Regions from separate parts of the Mus musculus genome. Here all the other regions are linked to region 3. A link is a contact called in public HiChIP or PLAC-seq, Micro-C and promoter capture Hi-C data. All regions are on one chromosome and are shown on one strand. Each heading gives the region's core, a stretch centred on a gene start, on an enhancer-like site or on the middle of the called end of the contact. The rest is flanking DNA. Distances are from core to core; before and after follow the strand shown. Region 1 holds the start of Slc29a1 (solute carrier family 29 (nucleoside transporters), member 1). Region 2 overlaps Capn11 (calpain 11). Region 3 holds the start of Zfp318 (zinc finger protein 318). Region 4 holds the start of Ubr2 (ubiquitin protein ligase E3 component n-recognin 2). Region 5 holds the start of Tmem63b (transmembrane protein 63b). Region 6 has its middle 5.6 kb from the start of Gm41589. Region 7 holds the start of Aars2 (alanyl-tRNA synthetase 2, mitochondrial).

Evidence for each region. Promoter capture Hi-C pulls out the DNA fragments that hold promoters and counts their contacts. A called contact is a pair of places that touch in the nucleus more often than the background predicts. HiChIP or PLAC-seq counts read pairs in DNA pulled down with a chosen protein or histone mark.
Region 1: a promoter capture Hi-C map of pre-B cells shows a contact between it and region 3, with 2.2 times the contacts expected there. The contact joins the promoter of Slc29a1 here to the promoter of Zfp318 in region 3. A contact is called at or near these places in 6 of 39 promoter capture datasets (the C10 cell line, the HPC-7 cell line, cranial neural crest and 2 more) and 1 of 115 datasets of contacts at active chromatin or transcription factors (large pre-B cells).
Region 2: a contact with region 3 is called in a promoter capture Hi-C map of the C10 cell line. The contact joins the enhancer-like site here to the promoter of Zfp318 in region 3. A contact is called at or near these places in 4 of 39 promoter capture datasets (the C10 cell line, cranial neural crest and maxillary cranial neural crest) and 1 of 115 datasets of contacts at active chromatin or transcription factors (large pre-B cells).
Region 4: a Micro-C map of embryonic stem cells shows a contact between it and region 3, with 5 times the contacts expected there. The contact joins the promoter of Ubr2 here to the promoter of Zfp318 in region 3. A contact is called at or near these places in 3 of 39 promoter capture datasets (cranial neural crest, liver and pre-B cells) and 1 of 484 Hi-C or Micro-C datasets (embryonic stem cells).
Region 5: a contact with region 3 is called in a promoter capture Hi-C map of pre-B cells, with 4 times the contacts expected there. The contact joins the promoter of Tmem63b here to the promoter of Zfp318 in region 3. A contact is called at or near these places in 5 of 39 promoter capture datasets (embryonic stem cells, hematopoietic stem and progenitor cells, hippocampal neurons and 1 more), 2 of 484 Hi-C or Micro-C datasets (both in embryonic stem cells) and 2 of 115 datasets of contacts at active chromatin or transcription factors (large pre-B cells and pancreatic cancer cells).
Region 6: an HNF4G HiChIP or PLAC-seq map of pancreatic cancer cells shows a contact between it and region 3. The contact joins the enhancer-like site here to the promoter of Zfp318 in region 3. A contact is called at or near these places in 3 of 39 promoter capture datasets (hippocampal neurons and liver), 1 of 484 Hi-C or Micro-C datasets (embryonic stem cells) and 1 of 115 datasets of contacts at active chromatin or transcription factors (pancreatic cancer cells).
Region 7: a contact with region 3 is called in a promoter capture Hi-C map of pre-B cells, with 3 times the contacts expected there. The contact joins the promoter of Aars2 here to the promoter of Zfp318 in region 3. A contact is called at or near these places in 5 of 39 promoter capture datasets (the 3T3-L1 cell line, the C10 cell line, the HPC-7 cell line and 2 more).

Annotation. Positions count from the first base shown.
Region 1 is chr17:45,594,156-45,596,855 of GRCm38.p6, forward strand. It overlaps Slc29a1 (solute carrier family 29 (nucleoside transporters), member 1), which reads right to left and starts at 1,375. Exons shown (of 14, transcript NM_001357771.2): 1 at 1,327-1,375.
Region 2 is chr17:45,628,674-45,631,373 of GRCm38.p6, forward strand. It overlaps Capn11 (calpain 11), which reads right to left. Exons shown (of 22, transcript NM_001013767.2): 21 at 2,053-2,111; 22 at 1,531-1,938. The coding sequence ends at 1,912. Among named protein-coding and RNA genes, the nearest start is that of Gm52283, 3.1 kb to the left of the region's middle. Within about 2 kb of position 1,433, at least 116 of the 459 cell types and tissues checked have an H3K27ac peak or open chromatin away from gene starts, as enhancers often do.
Region 3 is chr17:46,382,504-46,385,203 of GRCm38.p6, forward strand. It overlaps Zfp318 (zinc finger protein 318), which reads left to right and starts at 1,263. Exons shown (of 10, transcript NM_207671.4): 1 at 1,263-1,827. The coding sequence starts at 1,336.
Region 4 is chr17:47,009,158-47,011,857 of GRCm38.p6, forward strand. Ubr2 (ubiquitin protein ligase E3 component n-recognin 2) reads right to left here and starts at 1,375. Exons shown (of 47, transcript NM_146078.3): 1 at 985-1,375. The coding sequence starts at 1,062.
Region 5 is chr17:45,684,780-45,687,479 of GRCm38.p6, forward strand. Tmem63b (transmembrane protein 63b) reads right to left here and starts at 1,439. Exons shown (of 24, transcript NM_198167.3): 1 at 1,338-1,439. Mrpl14 (mitochondrial ribosomal protein L14) reads left to right here and starts at 1,570. Exons shown (of 3, transcript NM_026732.3): 1 at 1,570-1,648.
Region 6 is chr17:47,143,911-47,146,610 of GRCm38.p6, forward strand. It overlaps a transcript of Trerf1 not described here. Among named protein-coding and RNA genes, the nearest start is that of Gm41589, 5.6 kb to the left of the region's middle. Within about 2 kb of position 1,276, at least 27 of the 459 cell types and tissues checked have an H3K27ac peak or open chromatin away from gene starts, as enhancers often do. A contact at or near this core is called in pancreatic cancer cells, where this site is marked.
Region 7 is chr17:45,505,494-45,508,193 of GRCm38.p6, forward strand. Aars2 (alanyl-tRNA synthetase 2, mitochondrial) reads left to right here and starts at 1,348. Exons shown (of 22, transcript NM_198608.2): 1 at 1,348-1,588; 2 at 2,026-2,217. The coding sequence starts at 1,361.

The DNA.
Region 1 (2,700 bases), core at 125-2,624, 790 kb before region 3:
TATACACACACACACACACACACACACACACACACACACACACACACATCACTTCTCCCCTTGCAGAAATTCCCACCTCTCGGGTTCCACCCACATCCAAACATTCCATTTGCTGCTTAGGGGCTTTCTTTACTTTTGTCCCAGTAGAGATCTGATAGCAGTTCAGGGCCTCTGGTATCATTTCAGCCATGCCTTGACCTGCCGAGATGGAGAGGCCCTGAAAGCTATCGCCCATCTGAGGCCTTCCTGCGTCCTAAGGGTCCTCTCACATAGCTCAGTTTCTCAGCCTAGTTTCTGCTACATCGGAATCTTCTCTTGAAATCTGAGGATGCCCCTCTTCCAGCTGCCCCGTTTCTACTAAACAGTTAGGGCGATTGAGGTTTAAAGAGGCTCCATCACTTGAGAAAGCCCGCAGAGCTGGTGAATGGGGGTGACAGCATCAATACTCAATGTACCGATCATTCTAGATTCCTTCTCAAGTGGGGAAGGCAAAATTAACAAGGCTCCTCAGCTATTCGTGTAGGCTTCCAGGAAGGCAACAGTGCTCCAATTAAAGGGTTAAAACAAGTGGGAGATTCAGGCCATTCTTTCACATAACATTAGTTTCAGAGTCATGACAACTCACAACCATTCCACCACGCATATATTATTGTATGCAAAGGTCACACAAGCAGGACAAGAGGAACAGGACGGAAGGAGGGTTAATGGAGAAGAGGGGGTTGGCTCAGGCTTGGCAAGAGGACCCGAATGGGGTATAAGGTGCAGGGGTGGAGAGAGCCTTCATCCAAAGGAAGCCTGGGTGTGCGCGTCAGTCCTTTATCTTGTCACACGTTCACTCTCCGCGTAGAGTAAATGAGGACTCGCCCAGGAAAGGGAGGCCAGGAACAGGAGTTTAGTCTGTAAATGGCCAGCTAGCTCCCTTCACGTCCATTTGTATTCCCGCATTCCCCATCCTCCTGCCTCGGGGCAGAAGGCAACACAACCCCTCCCTCTAGTTCACACAGGACTGTAGCATTGAACTACCCACACGCCGATCCTCTGCGGAAGTCAACACAGCGACAGTCGCTTCCAGGCCCAGAAGCCAGGCTGTCTTGGGCCCAGCTCCGCCCTGGTCCCCACAAAAGGAGAGTCCCCCTACCCAGAGCCAGGCCCATGCGCGCCACGTGCTGGCGCTGCTCTGCACGCGCCGCGTGGGGGCCGCACCCCAAAGTCCCTGTCGCGGCCTCGGAGCTGGCAGACCGGGCCTCCTTTTCCCTCCTGGCAAGCCGGACACTCCACTCTCTACCCCGGAGTCCCCAACATGTCCCACCCAAGCCCTACGAGCACCTGCTGGAGAAGGACACCTCCGGCGACGAAATCTGCGCGCTTGGCCAGCGCTTCCCGCGCCCGCCCGAGCGCTTTCAAACCCGCCCTCTGCTGGGTCCGCCCCGGGCCCGTGGGAGCCACCTCCTCCCGGCGACAGCCCCGCCCCCAGGCTCCTCGCCGCCCCCTCAACAGTTCACCGGCTCCCAGTCAGAGACCCTACGCCTAGGGCCGCCAGGGCTGCTGGCTTCGATGGCGGAGCACGTCTTTGGACCCTTCCCAACTGTCACCCGGACACGCGAGCCTGGGAGGGGGGCACGGGCCCCCCACTGCGTACCCCTAATTTCCGCGCTGGCCCTGCGCTCCTAACTCCTACACATTCCACGGCGGGACTCTTGCACAGACAGGCCCTCTGCTCACCCAGGTCCAGACGCCCCCACAAGCCACGCTCCACCTCAGGTGTTCCGTTATCCCTCTCCGAACCCCGCCCACGCCATTATTCACACTCCACCGTTTTACTGCTAGCAACCCCCTCACACACACACACACACACACACCCTTCTAATACATCCTTTTTCCTTTCCACTCCTCCTTTTCCCTTCAAGAAGACTTTCTGGGATACCTCAGATTTGAGCGTTCTGGAACCCAGACGCTGGAGGTGTTTTGTTTTCTCTCTCCTGCCCTCAGACTCGCCGCACACCACACAAACAGCATCTCTCCCCCCCCCATCCCCATGTTGCCTTGAAGGCTCCTTTATGAAGGCATAAGAGGACAGCCCTGAGGCCTCTAAGAAAACTGAAACACAGCTGGAGACCGGAGAAAGGGGAGCCAGGAAGAAAGGCCTCACATCCTGCACATCTTTGTCCTAGCCAGCATTTCACTGTCCCATGTCCCATCCCAAGATAACCCTCGGGGCTAGAAGCCTTGCTGAGCCTCTTACCATTCATACCCCTCCCCTTCCTTCCTTCCCCCCCCCCCCCCCGCTGGGGTACAAAGGAGGAGGGACCCCCTACAGTAGCACTCCCTACTGATGTATCCCAGAAGTTGGGGAGGGTCCTGAGGCAAGAACATCCCATCCAGATTGCCTGTCTCACCCCACCTCCCTAAGGAACCTGTGCTCCAGAGAAACCATTGGAGCTAATTAACAATTACCAGTGCTAACATCGTAGGGAAAAGACGCACTCAGTCTCCCCAGAGGACGACTGAGCCCTTAGGAGGTAGCTGACTCTGTAGGACAGTGGGTTCTCTCAAGCTGCTCTGGTGGGGGCGTATACAGCCTTCCTGCTCCCACAGAGATGACACATCTCCCCACTAGCACTAAGCAAACAGAGGGCAGGAAGTCAGGCTTGGGTGGTATTTTTCTGGGCACTATCCCATGGCTTAAGAGTAGCCTCATGT
Region 2 (2,700 bases), core at 183-2,682, 750 kb before region 3:
ATTTGTTTTTTTCCGAGACAGGATTTCTCTGTGTAGCCCTGGCTGTCCTGCAACTCACTCTGTAGACCAGGCTGGCCTCGAACTCAGAAATCAGCCTGCCTCTGCCTCCTGAGTGCTGGGATCAAAGGCGTGTGCCACCACTGCCCGGCTCCATGGTGTGATTAAGGGAAGGTTTTTACTGTAGGGACGAGAGAGAGAGAGAGAGAGAGAGAGAGAGAGAGAGAGAGAGAGAGAGAGAGAAGATTGAATATGGCCGGTAGAGAGAGGTGGGAGAAGGAGGGAGACCAGGAGAACACAGGCAAAAGACTGGAGTGGAGAGAGAGAGAGAGAGAGAGAGAGAGTCAAAATAGCAGGGTTATAAGACTGAGCAGGTGTAGGAAGGGCTGAGAGGAGCCAGGATGCAGACATGGACTCTGCAATGTGTAACAGACACGTGTGACACTCAGGGAACTTTGGTATACTAATAAACACCGCAGGTAGCTACTTGTTCCCTCTGTTAGTGATAAGGGGAAAGGCTTCTCTTGGCAGAGGTGGGACTGGCTTCCTAAGTTCCTGACCTATGTTGGCTTTTGTCTAACTGCCAGAATTTGGGGGAATTTGCAGAATTTGACAGAAACCACCGGTCCCTAGGAAGCTGTACACAGAGGCAGGAAGTATCCTGATTGCTCTGTGGAACGAAGGTTTAATCTAAGGGAAGTGGTTTAATCTAAGGGAAGCCTTATCTAGGAGGCTGAGTCACGGGAGGAAGGTCCTATGGTGGCATTATTACTGGCTCTATAAGAGAAGGAAGAGCGAGGACCAGGAAGATGGCCTGCCACTCAAGCCTGATGGTTGGGACCCAGGGATTCACTTTAAAAAGCCAGATAAGGGGGTACGCATCTGCAATCCAAGTCCTGAGATGAGATGGAGAAACACCAGCTGCTCTCAGCCCACCCAGCCAGTCCGGAGCCCGTACAGCAGCCGGAAGACAGACCTCCAGTCGCCTACCAGAAGGGACTCCTCATTGTGTGGTCTACCAGCTGGCTCTTGCAACTAACTGCCTGTCCTTTGATTTGGTTGGTTGGTTTGGTTTGGTTTCCAAGACAGGGCCCTGGCTGTCTTAGGAACTCCCTCTGTAGACCAGGCTGGCCTGAACTCATAGAGATCCACCTGCCTCTCAAGTCTGGGGATTAAAGGCGTTGGTCACCCCCACCACTCCCAACACACACACCTGGAGCTTGTCCTCTGATCTTTGAGACCCCTGCGGTGCGGTCTTTGGAGGAGGGGCAGTTTGAGGGAAAATAGGACAAAGGCACCTCAAAGCCTTGTGGCCTCTTGGCTTTGTCAGCCCCAGGTCAGGCTTCGCTGGCCATTGGCTCAGTGGCGCCCCTCCACCCCACAACGTTCAACGCATCTAAGAGTTCCTAATGTTTTCAAAGCTTGGGGCTGAGCTGCGTTTAACATCCTGTAACCCTGCAGCGCCCCCTAGTAATTTGTAGACAAGCACATTTGCAGAGCCCCTCTTTGGTATTGAAGAATTAAGTGGGAAAATAACCTTGTCCTCTTTATTAGAATAATGTGTACGACGCGGCGCGGGGAGGCGATGGAATTCCTGACAAGAGGGCGGGCTAGGAGGCGGGTGTGAGTTGACAGCACGCGGGAACACTTAAGCTGAAGATTGCCTTCGCCAGAGAAAAACTGGCGGAGAATCCACCTCATTTTTAGTCTAAATACGGCGTGAGAGTGCTCGGGGCGTGGTGGGGGTGGGGGAGGGGGGTGTTGGTGTTCCGGTCAGCCCGGATCAGGGGACCAGAGTAAACACTGTGCCTGGGGCACTGGAGAGCGAGAGCGACAAGGAGCATCCACCATCCTGGCCGGAGCAGGAGCGCCACCGGCGGAGGGAGGAACGAGGGAGCCAGGCTTCGCATCTCCCTACCCCCACATGGTTATTTGCAGCCACTGCAAAGACAGCAGAAAAGAGGAGACTTTCTGCAGAGGATGGAGAGTGGGTGGGACTAGAGGGGAGGGGTTCAGGGTGTGGCCAGACGACCCTTCCCATGCCTTCCCTCTTACCTGGTTAATATCCAAGCAAATAGAACCAGTTTTCTTGGTGTCCATGGATAAGAAGAACGCTGTTTTAAGGATAAGGGCGTGGGGCAGGGGTAGAGGGCGGGGGCGGGGTTAGATCTGAGATGAGGGTTTAAAAGACCCGAAAGGTAGTAGAAAGGTATCCCTTTTTCATCAGGAGTGAATCACAGCTACCCTGGTTAGGAGATGGGTCTGGTTCAGAGCGCTTGGCTCGGACCCATTTACTTTGAATAGAGCCCTGGGAAGAGGAGGGGGGCACTGACTTATTTGTTTTGCACTAATTTATTGTGTGTGAGAGGGGCATGCAGGTGCATATATATGACAGCTTGCACCTGTGGAGCTCAGAGGACAACCTGAGGCTGCTGATGCTCGCCTTCCACCACGTGGGCCCTGGAACTGAACTCAGGTCTTCAGACTTGGTAGCAAGCACTCTTATATGCTGACTCATCTTGCTCCCTATTGTTTTAACCCAGAGTCTCACTAAGTAGCCAGGGTTGCCCCAAACTTGTGATCCTCCTGTCTCAGCTTCCCAAGTTCAAGAATTATAAATATGGGCTTTTTTTTTTATCGTTGGGACAATCTTTTCATATTTATTTATTTATTTGTTTGTTTGTTTATTTATTTATTTATTTA
Region 3 (2,700 bases), core at 13-2,512:
CTGATTCTTGTTTTTTGGTGTTTTTTGTTTGTTTGTTTGTTTTTGTTTTTTGTTTTTCGAGACAGGGTTTCTCAGTATAGCCCTGGCTGCCCTGGAATTCTCTCTGTAGACCAGGTTGACCTTGAACTCTGAGATTTGCCTGATTCTGCCTCTGAGTACTAGGATTAAAAAGTTTGTGCCACCAATGCCTGGCTCAGAAATGTGATTTTTACACAAATTCAAGATTTATGTTTAGCTGGTGAAAAATATGAAGCTATTGTCTAGGTTCAACATATTTCCTCACTTTTGGTTTTTTCATGGTGTGAGATCCTCTGAAACTGGAGCCCCAAATGGTTGTGAACTACCACGAAGGTGCTAGAAAAAAGACCTCCGGAGCCATCTCTACCCAGGCCCTATTTTCCTATGTTTTGACTGACCCTTAGGGTCTTGTCTTTTTCTTTTTAAACATTTATTTCTATTTTCTGTGTATGAGTTTTTGCCTCCATGTGTTTCTGCACCACTGATATCTCAAAACACTTGCCAGGCCTGTCACGGTATGGGTTGCTCCGACAGTGGCCTTCACCACCATTTTACTGTAATGCTTGGCTAGAACATCTGGAAATTTTACTGATGTCTGTTGTGTTTGACTTTCACTTTTCTGTACTTTCTCATTTCTCGATTTAAACCTCTATAAGTTATTGGACTGGAAAGTTACCCGACTACGTCAAGCTTCCTCTGGGGGAAAAGGGATGGACACTCGTTGAGGTTCGTAGCTTCTGACAGGGTTTAGGTGTGAGTGTAGGGGGTCGTTTGCTTTCTCACTATATATAATCATTTCTGTAAAGCAGGTGGATTGCTATGGGCACGCACGCTCCAGGAGCCTGGGAACCAAGCTACTGAGGCCTCCGCTACAACCTGGCCCCGCCCACTCACCGGGCTCTCCGGCCCCGCCCACCGCGCCGGGAGGAGGAGAGGGGTGGTCTCTCTGCATCACGTGGTCTCCGGGGGAGTAGGGGGTGGGCGGCTCGCCGGTCGCCATTTTGCGCGGGGCCGAAAGGCGGGGCCTGCGCACTTCAGGGCGCGCGCCCCTGGTGCTCGCGCAGGCTCAGCGCTCCGCCCCACGGCTCCCGGCTCCTGAGGCCGCTCTCCGCGTCCAGCCGCGGGAGAGCCTGGGAGGACGAGGGGGTGTGGCGTGTCGGCGCGTACCCGCGCCCTCCAACCGCTGGCCGGTGGGGCGGGGCCGCGGGGAGGGGGCCGCTCCGTCCGCGAGGGCGGCGCGCTGCGGTGTCCGCGGCGGCGGTGCCTGCGGCTGTGGCGGCACGCTCCCGAGCGGCGTCCGCGGCGCTCCCGGTAGCCATGTACCGCAGTGGCTCCCGCTCCTCCGTCTCTTCGCACCGGTCGAAAGACGGCAGCGCGAGCGGCCCTCCGCCGGGCCGTCCCGTGGGCGCCTCCTCAGGCCCCACACGCCGCCCCTCGTCGCCGCCGCCGCCCTCTTGCTCCTCGCTGCGGCTCCCCGCCCGCCGCCACCGCTCGCCCTCAGGCCACCGCGGCCGCTGGGCCTCGCCGTCCCCGCCTCGGGGTCGTCGCGGCTCCCCGTCCCCGCCCCGCGGCCGCCGGGCCTCACCGTCTCCGACCCGCGGCCGCCGGGCCTCGCCATCCCCTCCGCGGGGTCGTCGTGGCTCCCCGTCCCCGCCGCGCGCCCGTCGCGGCTCCCCGTCGCCACCGCGGAGCCGGCGACACTACCCACCTGGCCTGGGTGGCTTCCGAGGCAGCATTCGAGGCGAGTCCCGCGCCGACTTCGCCCGGGACGGCCGCGGAGACCATCCAGGCGGCGGCGGCGGCAGTCGGGTAATCCCACCCTTCGCCCATGTTGCCCCCATGTCCCCAGCCCCCGGGCCCTCAGGCCAGAGTCCGAATGTCCGAGTCTTCCCCGCTCCCTGACAGTCCTGGGTGCCTCCTTTACACAATAACGGACCCGGGACCCGTTCGGTCACCCGTGTTGGAACAGAACAGGACGCCCGGTTTCTAGGGGGAAGAGGCTTTCGCTCTTGCTATGTGGAAAAGTTCTCCAAGGCGAGGGGCATTTCATCCATACTGACTGGCGCTTTGGCGTTTCCCTTTGGGTTTGATCAAATTCGTTGCTTTAAGGCCCGAGTTTAGCAGAACATCTGAAATGCCTGGTGGCCAGTGAGGAAAGCTTGAACCAAAGCAGACTGGATGCTTTAGCTGTCATGGAGTCTCAGTTATAGCTGTTATTCCGACGAGAGGTGTGCATAATCAATCATTGTGATTGCTGCCATCAGCTAGAGACACAAGAGCAGCTACCAGCAATCTTTTAGGGCTCACGGTCCCTTGAGGTAAAGCAATAGCAATAGGTGTTATCACAGCCAAGGAACCAGCTCAGAGAGGTTTAAGTAGCTTGATCAAGGTGACACACAAGTGATGGAGCTGTGGTTCAGCTCACATGTTGGATTCTCACAGCCTGCGATTTTACATGTTAAAATGTGCTGCTGCTGGAGGGACAAAATGTGGGATTAATTTATGGTTGTGGTGGGTGTAGCTGAGTAGTACTCAGTAGGGCTTACAAAACTGTAAAACCCGATTTGGAATCTTAGCATCCTAATTTTAAATAAAGGTGCAGGTGTGATAGTGACCCCTCAGCTGGCACTACAGTGCCCTAGTGTTCTGGTCATAAACTGATTTGTCACATTGTGAAGACTT
Region 4 (2,700 bases), core at 125-2,624, 630 kb after region 3:
TCATTTCCTGGGAGCTTTTTCAACTGGAGGCCTCTGAGACTAGGCTCCCAATTGTCTGAGCTATTTACAGTCACCGTGGACAATCTGTTCTGATAGGTGTCCCCTGCCCTCACTGGCAAAAGATGACGCTGAGTTTGTTGAAAGTTGTTGTCTTTGTAACTTTGCTACTTGTATCGGCGCTTGTTGATACTACATTTTAAGTCTTTACTGTGTCTGAATGGCTTAAGTTTAGGGCCTAAGGGTTCCTGATAGGCTGTGATCAACGCTATCATTAATGAGCTTGCATCTGTTCACCAAAGCTGCTTTTTCAAAGTTATATAACGTTTGTTCTCCGTCCAACTTTTCCCAACTCCTAGAAAAATTATGTATTTTTTTTTTTAAATCTGCCAGCCTCCATGCTTAGCAAACGTGTCGAGGCACCACTACATTACACACAGGCACCAAGGTTACCATCTAACGAAATAAACAAGTGCAAAACAACTTTTTAAAAAAGCACCGAGGGGGTAATGTTGGACTGTGCTGCCTGCAGCCTGGGTAAACTCCCCTCCCCGCCCCCCAGCAACAAAGTTGGAGCTGGGAGAGGATAGAATCCTTCGGCGCAGACACTGCTCCGCTTATCCTAAGAAATGGCATCAGAAGGTAAAGTAGGGCGCTTATACGACAACGTTAGGAAGCCGCTCGCTCCCATCTTCCAACAGCCAGCATATAGGGCAAAAACCCAAGTGTTGTAGACTTAATGGAGAGTGAAGCTAATTAGGGATAATGAAAGCTCTGTAGTAAGAGTCGCCGCGTATAAGGAGGATCTGAGCACCGAAGGCGCGGAGCAGGCTCGATGGCCTCCTGGGTCCTTTTCCCCACGGGACATGGCCAGCGCCGCTGTTAGCCGAAGTCAGTGGCGGGCTCCGGGATTCCCAGGACTCTGTTCCTCCCCCGGGGCGCGGCCTACGAGGGCCGGACGTAGCCCTCCCGGGCTCCCGCACTCACCCCTGCGATCTCTTCGGCAGAACATTCCAGCAAACTGCGGTCGATGGCCTGCACCTCGGGCTCCATCTCCGACGCCATCTTCTCTCCTCCTCCTCTCCCCGGGTGCTCTCGCCGCTGTCGCCTCTCCCCGGGCCTCAGCTTCGCCTCTGCTCCCGCAGCCGCGACGGTCACCCCTGTCCTGGGGCCGTCAGTCCCGGGCCGTCCGGGCTGCCGCCGAGCCGAGATGCGCGAGGAGCAAAGCGGGACGCGAACCTGCAGCGGGGACGGCAGCCGCTTGCGCGCGCGCCCGGGCTCGGCGCCCAGAAGTCAAGTCGCCTCCTCGCCCGTGACCGGGGGAAGGACACCGAGAACCCCAGGCCTGGCACTCCGGACAGCCACTACCGCGTTCAACGCCAAGAGAGGGGCAAAAACACCCAAGCGAGGGAGCAGGGCATTCTGGGTACTGTAGTCGTCCCCTGAGCGGCCAGGGAGAGAAGCGAAGCCTCTAATAAGGAGCGGCACACGAGTATCATGGGAGTTGTAGTCCATCCCCTGGCGGAAGCCTGGAAAAAGACAATTTAGAATCCGTGAGAGGGGCTTGACACCAGAAGAACGAAATAACGTTTGAGATCTCGTCTTAGTCTCTTAGTCCTATTTATTCTTGTCATTTTTTTTTTATCTCCCCAGCACCAAGAATAATCATTCCTGGCGCGATAGACACACAGCTGTCTGTCAAAAGTCTGGTATCTGATAAACCCTCAATTGTCAAAAGAATGAATGAATCGCGCGTTCTATCCCGGAGGTTCTAATGCCTTGTCATCCTGGCACTAGTCACCGAGGTGTATTTAGTACCGAGATTTTGAAAAGTTTTAAGGTACAATTGCAAGACATTTAATTTATGACCATTGATTGATATATATCCTTTTCTTTCCTTAAGTCTTGTTGCATCAGAAAAGGCGTCCAACGAATCAACTTAAAGACCAACTCTCAGAGTCAGACAACCCTGGAAGCACGCGCTTACTTCCGCGTCCAGCCTGCCTACTCCTGCGGCTGCGCGGAGGGAGAGCCAGGGCTAGAGCTGCGACTGCCATTGTTTTTTGCAGTTTCTCAAAAGGTCAAGGAAAAAAAAAAAAAAAAAAAAAAAAAAAAGACTTTAAGGTTCAATGGCAGGCCACAAAGCAACAGAAGAAATACTGGATATTTTTTTTTTTTTAGCTGCATTGCTTTAAGACTATACTGACAGAAGCAGATCTAAAAGCAGACCGATTGGAGGCTTATATACACTGACTGTAATTTGTGACATGTATTTGAATATCTTTTAAATTATCTTCGTGGAGAAGATTAGGCTCTCACAGATGACCAGACAAACCCTAATTGCCCTGTAGGAAGAGGCTGGTATCTTGTACTGGAGTTGTTAGGGTTAGACCTTGGAACCTGCGGCTCTAACAAGCTAGGCTCAAGCATATATCCTCAATATAACAATTAAAGAGATAAGCAATAATGAAGAGACAGAGAAAGGAGACTTATTCGATATAGCCACATTGGGGAGAGGGACAAAAAGGTCCAGTGACCATCTGCCCACCCTCAAGTTCACTACCTTTCAGAGTCCTGACATGAGGTTTAGTTTTAAAGAAAGGGCAGCCCTGGTCAAGGTGTGGTCCTAGTCCATCGCTGGTCCATCATTATCTTGACTCCAGTCTCTCTTGCAAGTTGTAGAAACTGTAAGACACCTCTTTC
Region 5 (2,700 bases), core at 189-2,688, 700 kb before region 3:
GAATTTGTACCGATGCCAAAAAGGGGTTCTTCGCGACTTATCACCCATCTTCTGCCTCAAAACATCCCCACCCACCTACTCGCTCACTCCCTGGCCAAGACTTCAACAGCAGGCCCCAGCATGTGCTACCTGGTACATGCCAGGACGTAGACCCTCTGGTACCCGGGAGGACAAAGGTGCTGGCAGCATACCCACCACCTGAGCCTGGCAGCCACTCCCCTTCCCCTTCTCTCTTATATCTGGAAGGCAGAGGGCTGTGGTCCCCTCTTCAGGAGGCGTTGGGTACAATCTCATTCACCCGACTACTGCAGACCGGGAGGAGGTTCAGGGTCAGGGAGTGGTACTCGGTAGAGAGCAGAGCCCCAAGCCCCTCTGAGCAACCGGCCGCCAGACTTCCGATCAGGGGACCAAGGCGGGTGGCAGCACAAAGCTCCAAGGGCAGCCAGCCCCTCTGACCTCTCTTCCCCACTTCCCGGGCATCCTTGCTTTTTCTGAGCAACACAACGACAAGCTTTGGGACAGTCCGCACCAGGCGGTCAAGACGGCCGGGAGGGACAAAGCGCGCCCCCTCCCCCTCAATAGGGCCTTTGCCTACTCCGGATTCGCGTCTGAATCTTCTCCCCACCGCACCCTCCAACGCAGGCCCGGGCGGCTCATGAATGAACTGCTCTGTGTGGGGCGCAGGAGAGGACATGCTCCCCGGGCCGGCCGCCCTCTCCAGCCCGCAGATCAGTCCCCACCAGGGTTGGGGCAGCTACTCGTCTGGTGCTAACACCTCGAGCCCTGCCCTTTGCCCAAGCATGAACCCCTTGCTTGAGGCCGGCTTCGTCCCCAGCAACAAGAAAAAGAATTAAAAAAAAAAAAAAAGAGAGAGACCGAGGGCATTGGACTTGGCGACCCTAGAATGCAAAACTCGGGGGCGGAGGCGGGTGGTTCCCTTCAGCGGCGCCGGCGGCTGGGGAGCAGCTGGGACCGGAGGAGGGCCGCGCAGGGGCCGCACACCTGGACGGAGCAGGTGGAACTAGAGTGGCACTCGAGGGCCGGGACGCAGGGGTCCCACGCCTTGGAATATTCCTGAGGGGCGGGGGTAGAGGACGGCGCACATCTGGAGCCCCGACAGGGGTGGGAGGACTCACATCTGGCAGGGACGGTGCGGGTTTGGGGACAAAGCGTGCCTCCGTTGGGTCCCGTGGGGCCCGGGCACCTCTGGGTCCCGCAGGAGGTGGAAGGGAGGGGACGCGCAGCTGAGTCCGGGTGCTTTTTTTTTCCTTCCTTGGGGTGGTGGTGAGATCCTATGAGCCAAGTAAGGGGTGCTGGGGAGGGGTCCGCGTACTCACCCCTAGGCGCAGACTCGGCTCCGACTCGGGAGCCCCGGCTCCGGGCGGGGCGGGGCTGGGGAGGGGGAGGGGGAGTCGCCGGGCGGCTAGAGCTCTGGGCTCCTGCGGCGGCCGCGGCAGCGCGTGGGGGAGGGGGAGCAGAAGGAGGGAGGGAGGGCCGGGGAGGGGCTCCCGCAGGACCCGCCCCCACGCCGCACACGTAGAAAGTGCGCGCGCACTCACGGAGAACCCCTGGCGCGCAGGCGCAGCGTGCGGGGCGGGGCCTTGCCAAGCGGGGGTCCGTGGCGGGAGATTCCCAGGCTGTTAACGCGGTACGGTGGGGGCTCAGGGGAACACCTCGCACCCCTCGCGCTGCTTTTCCCGGTTTCTTCTCTGCAATAAGGGAGGCGCTGTCGGGGAGGGGTGAGGACAGGCCTTACTGGAAACCCAGTGTCAAGTGAGAAGGGTGCTCACTCTTCGCGAGGCCTCAGATCTGGACCCTCTCGCTGCCTTTTTGCCAAAGGCTTCGGGGTCCGCGCCTCCCACGCGCCCCCGATGCGCCCACCTGCTTATCCAGTTCGGGATGTAGAGCCTCGGGGAATGGGGGCTGAGATCTTGCCTGGGTTAAGTGGCTAGGCCGGTTGCTTTGACGCGTCTCCCGCAGTTTTATCTGCTTCTCTCTCTTGCTGGGCCTGGAGATGAGTTTGCTAGAAACTTCTGTGGTGTAAAGAGGGAGTCTTTGCTTTTGCTTCTGTCAGGCTGAATGACTCCTTTTGCACCGGGGATTCCCTGTATTCTCAGTTCACCAAAGACCTCTCCTAGTGGGGGGGTGGGGTTAAGACTTGAGAGTTGGAGAGGTGGAACGCCCCTTTTCTGTATGTCACCACACATCTCGAATACAAAGACACGACAGATACCACCTGTTAAATTTCGAGGTCTTAAAGGGGACAGAAGAAATACTGCTTCCCGCTGTACGCAGTAAGTGAGCTTTACACGCTGAGACTTAGATGAGGAACTGTGTAGCGGTCACAAGAGGCGAGACGGGATCACCTTGGATTACTTGGGAAATGGTGGCACCCAGGGAGGGTCTTGCATCACGACTGGACACTACCATCCTGGTCACTGTGTTTGCTGTATGTGGCTATTCAGCTGCTCGTTTTGTAGCTGGGGGTTTGCAGCTCTAAGATTTGGTCTGTTGAAGTGTCTTTCAGACACTCCCATGAGTGGCTTGGAAATCAGTTTAGTAGATCATGGCCATCGTGTGTGTGTGTGTGTGTGTGTGTGTGTGTGTGTGTGTGTTGCGCCTACAGTAGGTATTCTGTCTTGGGACACAAGGGCATGGGGGTGTATTAGGTGTCTTCTACTGTTTCTGTGTGTTGTAGAA
Region 6 (2,700 bases), core at 26-2,525, 760 kb after region 3:
CTGACATGTTGGGGGGGGGGGAGAGGAGGAGGGAGGGAAGGCGCCTTTGCCTTATGCATTATAGGCACAGAGAAGATTAATTTTGTAGGTTCCAGAATGAACGTGGGTCTTTTCACAGCTTGGTAAGCAGGCATCCACGTAGCAGGCATGTGCTAATATCAGAGAGCATTGACAGAAGCTTACTGTGGAAATAGTCAGTCTAGCAGCTGTGCAGAGAGCACTCTGTTAACCGGCCTGTGCCTGTGCTATTTGTTGAGTTCAGAGTTTAAATTATAAAGAGGGGAGAGAGGAGAGGGTGTTGTGTTCCGTGCCTCGTATATTAAAATGTGCAGACACGGAAAACAAAGCTTATTTAGAATTTTCTCTTTCTTTTTTGATGTATGGGTTTATCGTAAGAACACAAAGTATTGTTTTTCTCTCCCTAGGCAGGGTGGGGTGGTGCATAGAAGAATTTGCCAAGAGGCTGATAGGGTGAGAAGAGCTAAAATTGTTTATATTTAGTAGTTGGTTTGAGTTTGTGGGCATTTGTAACGTGACAGAACTTCTAAGGTGGCTGTATGCTCAAGGCAGGCCAAGGTGAATCTGAAAATGGATAGGGTACCAATTTTTAGCCGGTTCTGCATATGGGGGTTATTGTTATTATTTTTTTTTTAAAGGATAGCTCTTTGGGTTCCAGCTTTATTCTAGAGTCACGTGGAGTGAGAACCCAGAGCTCTTGACACTGTCTTCCTGGGCCAACGGCCAAATTGCTTCATGGACTCAGGGCGAGTTGATTAACTTCTGTTTTTTGTCTTCTCCTGGAGAAATGGATTTGTACGTTGGCATTCCACAAAGGCGCTTGAGCGGCCTGGCAACTGTGCCAACATGTAAAAGCCATTACTTAGGAAAGCCTGCTGTTGGTGTAGAGTCCCTCATTCATTTACATCTTATGGATTTTTTTAAAAATACTTTTAATTGTGTTTTTGTTCGTGAGTCTGCATGTGGGTATGTACACATGTGAGTGCAGATTCCTGCTGAGGCCAGAGGCGTGGGGTCTCCTGGAGCTGCAGTTATAGGCAGTGGTGACCCTCCTAGTGGGTGCTGGGAATGAAGTTCCGGTAGTCTGCCAGGAGCAAGCAGTTAAGTGCCCTTCACTACTGCTGAGCCACCTCTCCAGCCCTGTTGTAGATTTATTAAAAAAAAAAATCCTAATTATACGTGCTGCTGTAGAGGGAGCTTGTACTTTCAGGCACCCAAAATAATTTCAGTTCATCTTCGAAGTTTCCTCTCCAGCCAGCTGGCTGGATGATCTAATGCTGAGTCAAGCTTGAGGTTAGTTAAGCTGTTGTTCCCGGGCAGCAGGTAGCTTTGGGGAGGCGAAGTGGACCCTCAAAGCTTAGTGTGAACTTGCCTGATGAGCTCACATGTGGGCTATTGCAATTCGTGCGAGTGGTGATAGGGTCCTTACTGACTGACGGTGTATGGTGACTTCCGGGACCTGGACTGCCACTCTGGGCTTTTCGGGAGAAAGCTCTAGATGGTTTTATTGACTTTGGATATTGACCCAGAAAAAATAAGGATCCAGACAGGTGCTCCAGACCTGCCCTGGAGCCACACATTTCTGAACTCACGAAACTGTGTGGCTGAAACAGGGAAGAGGGCTGGAGTCCTCAGAGATCTTGTGGGAAGGCTACAATCTTAAAGGATCTTGTGGGTTAACCGTATTTTTAGATTTTCATATTGGAGAGTAACTGGTGAGGTTAAAATATAGTTGAGATTTTTCTCTTTATCCCCACCCTGTCCGGAAAGGGACTAAAACCCGCCGGATTGCAGTTACTGGTATGCTTATCCACTGATGGATATGGGCGTGCGTGCCTGCGTATATGCGTGCGTGCTTGCGCGCATGCGTGTGTGCATACGCAAGCCAGATGTCAGTGTTGCCTGTTTCCTCCTCAGGTGCCCTGTCACCTTATTTAACTTATTTATTCATTTGACTTTTATTTGTGTATATGTGTACCCCTGCGCATGCGTGGCGGTCTAGGGTAGCTTGTGGGAGCTGATTCTCTGCTTCCACTTTGTGGGTTCTGGAGGTCAAACTTAGGTTGACAGTCTCTGTGGCATATGCCCTTACCATGTGTCCCCACCTGTCCCAGGCCTCGGTCCGGCCCTTTTCACTTTAAATTTTGAAACGGAATTTCTCACTGAATCCGGAGCTCATTCATTCAGTGGCTGGCCAGTGAACTCCGGGACCCCATCCTCCTGTCTCTGCCTCCTTGTGCTCCACTATAGCCCCATGCCATCGTGTTTATTGTTTCGCTTGTCTTAGGTGGGTGATGGAGATCTGAACTCGGGGTCCTTCTGCCTCTGCAGCTGCCACTTTACCCACTGTGCCATCCTCCCCGGGGCTGCATTTTAAAGAACTATTAAAGTCTTTCTATGTGAATTGCTCCATGAGTCTTTTAGAAAAGCTCTTCTGAGTTAAAGGACAGACACAACCACCAAAAACCCCTCTGGGATGTTTTCTAAGAATTTGAAATTCCCAGAGTAGCCACTTAGAGGAATTCGGGCCGAGGAAATGAATATTTAGGTTGTTTGTTTCCGCCTAGAGGACAAGAAGCTAGGAGCGGTGTGGGTCATGCTGGCTACTGATCTACTGACATTGAAAATACTTTTAGAGGAAGAAGAGAAGGAAAAATAAAACTTAGGGTCTAAATGGCTATG
Region 7 (2,700 bases), core at 98-2,597, 880 kb before region 3:
TACATGGAAAAGAGAAGGCAGAGGATCACGGGATAGATATACAGGCTTGTCAGAATTCACTATTGCTATAGAAACTCAAGTCCAAAATAGACTATGTATTCCCCGAAAAGAAGCTGTGCTTCAAAAGTTCAAAAGACCCAAATAACACACAAAGACTGGTGGCCAAAAGAGCCCCCTGGGTGGCCAAGGCTGTCCTTCTGACCACAAAGACCTCAGTTCTGTAACCTCTAGTGCAGTGGCTCTCAACCTTCCTAATGCTTCAACCCTTTAAAACAGTTCCTCATGTTGTGATGGCCCCTAACCATAGAATTATTTCATTGCTACTTCATAACTGTAATTTTGCTATTGTTACAAATCGTAATGTAAATGAATGATATGCAACCCTATGTGGTTGCAACCCACAGGGTGAGAACCACTGCTCTGTTGGGTCTTAAACTTGGCAAATCCCTTTCTCTTCCTAGATCTGCTAACTTTCCCAGACTAAAGGTCAAGCAAGGTCATCATGAGAAGTCCTTGAGCTGTCTAGCTGCACCCACAAGGTCTGTTACCATAGAAAGGAAGTCAAGGGGACTGGGCCTGCCAGGACAGGTATCTCTTTTCTCTCAGCAAAATTCAAAGCCTCAGGGCCCTGGGAGGCTCATGGAAAGCCATCGCCACAGCTCTCAGCCAACAGCTTTGTCCTGACCTGTCGACCTGGATTCTCTCATCCCCAAGCAAATTAAAAGACCAAATGTCATTAAGCAATTAATAATGGAGCAGATGCAGTCTGGCTTCTGTGTCTCCACCAGACTCCTGCTCCAAAGAACCTGCTTCAGTCCCTAAGGACAAAGTGGCTCTGCAAACCGAGGGCAGAAGAGGACCTGGCAAGGTCTTAGAGCAGTGCCTGGCACTTACGCAGGGTTCTTGACCACCTCTTGAATACTCACGATCCCTTGGCACTCTTCAGCCTGGATCAGCACAAACCACACGGTCCACGCACCGAATTGCACCCACACCTGTTCCTTTGCAACTCCACAAAATCAATAGCACAACAACCATTACTGCCAGAATACAGATTTTGGAAGCAGAGGCATTGTGTTAATATTGCTACTAACGTTCAAAATACAGCCTAGCATGTAATGATCTTTTTATAATTATCTGTTCAATCCTGGATGAATTAAGGGCCTACTCTATGCAAAGTTACGGTATGCTGAGCCGCTCGCCAGGGGAAGAAGTCCCCTTCTTGGGGAAACACTTTCACTAGAAGCTGAGACTTGCCCCCCCCCCAAGTCTTCCACCCGCCAGGGGCCGCTGTAGGAAACACTAGGCGTCCTTTCGAACGTCACTCTTTGACCCCGCGAAGCCGTTGCCCGGAGCTAAGATGGCGGTGGCGTTGGCTGCCGCAGCCGGTAAGCTGCGGCGAGCCATTGGGAGGTCGTGCCCATGGCAGCCTTTCTCAACCGAGCCCGGTCCACCCCACGGAGCGGCCGTGCGGGACGCCTTCCTGAGCTTCTTCCGAGATCGCCACGGCCACCGGCTCGTGCCCTCCGCTACCGTGAGGCCGCGCGGCGACCCCAGCCTGCTTTTCGTCAATGCAGGCATGAACCAGGTAGGGGCGGGGCCACACCGATCGGGGGCGGAGCTCGGGAGTCAGCCTGAGAAAAGCGCTTCAGGATTGGACCAAAAAAGTGAGGGGCGGAACTCTGAGTGGAAGAGAGGCTGGGTAAAATGGGGTGGGGGCCTGGTTAGGTCTTGGGGAATTAGCTTGGAAACTTGTGGGGAGAAATTAAGTTTATTATCTCTGGATAGCAGCTGTGAAGTCCTGAGGGGCAGGCTCTGAGTGGAAGACTATTTAAATAAATAAAATTCATCCATTGAGTAGACATTTATTGCACTCCTGCTAGGTGCTTGGTAATATTCTTGAAGCTTTGATTCTGTCCAACCACTTCCCTTATCTGTAAATTTTACTACTTTTTACTAGGCAGAGTCTCTTGTTTAAGTTCATTTACCTCTTCTCTACCCTTCCTGACTTTTATGTGCTTCTAGTTCAAGCCCATCTTCCTGGGCACAGTGGATCCACGAAGTGAGATGGCAGGCTTCCGACGTGTAGTTAATAGCCAGAAGTGTGTCAGGGCTGGAGGACGCCATAACGACCTGGAGGATGTGGGGCGTGATCTCTCTCATCATACGTTTTTCGAGATGCTTGGCAACTGGGCTTTCGGGGGTGAATATTTTAAGGTGAGTTTCCAGGGAGCTCTAGAGTTAAAGTCTTTGAACCCTGAGTGCTGGATGTTGTGACCAAGAGCTAAACACAGTGTGTTATAGGGGAGACAGAAAGATGACTGGGTTGGTAAAGTGCTTGTGGATTCCCCAGAACTCGAATTTAAAGTGCGGGCTAACGGTGTGTGCCTATGATGCTGGAATGGCCAGATGGGAGATGGAAACAGATCCCTGAAGAAGTTCACAGACAAGCTAGTCTGGCCAACATCAAAGTCCCAAGCTAATGAGAGACCCTGTTTTAAACAAAAATTAGCTCCTAAGTACAGTCACCCATAGTTGTCCTTTGACTTTCACAAGCACATGTCCACATGTTACAGGTGTGTACACCACACATACACGGGCACGGGCACACACATACACACACGACATCCAATAGGAAAGAATATGCCTCACTTCGCTGATTGAAGGAAGGGGTTGTCTCCTGCTTAATGGCTATTTAAA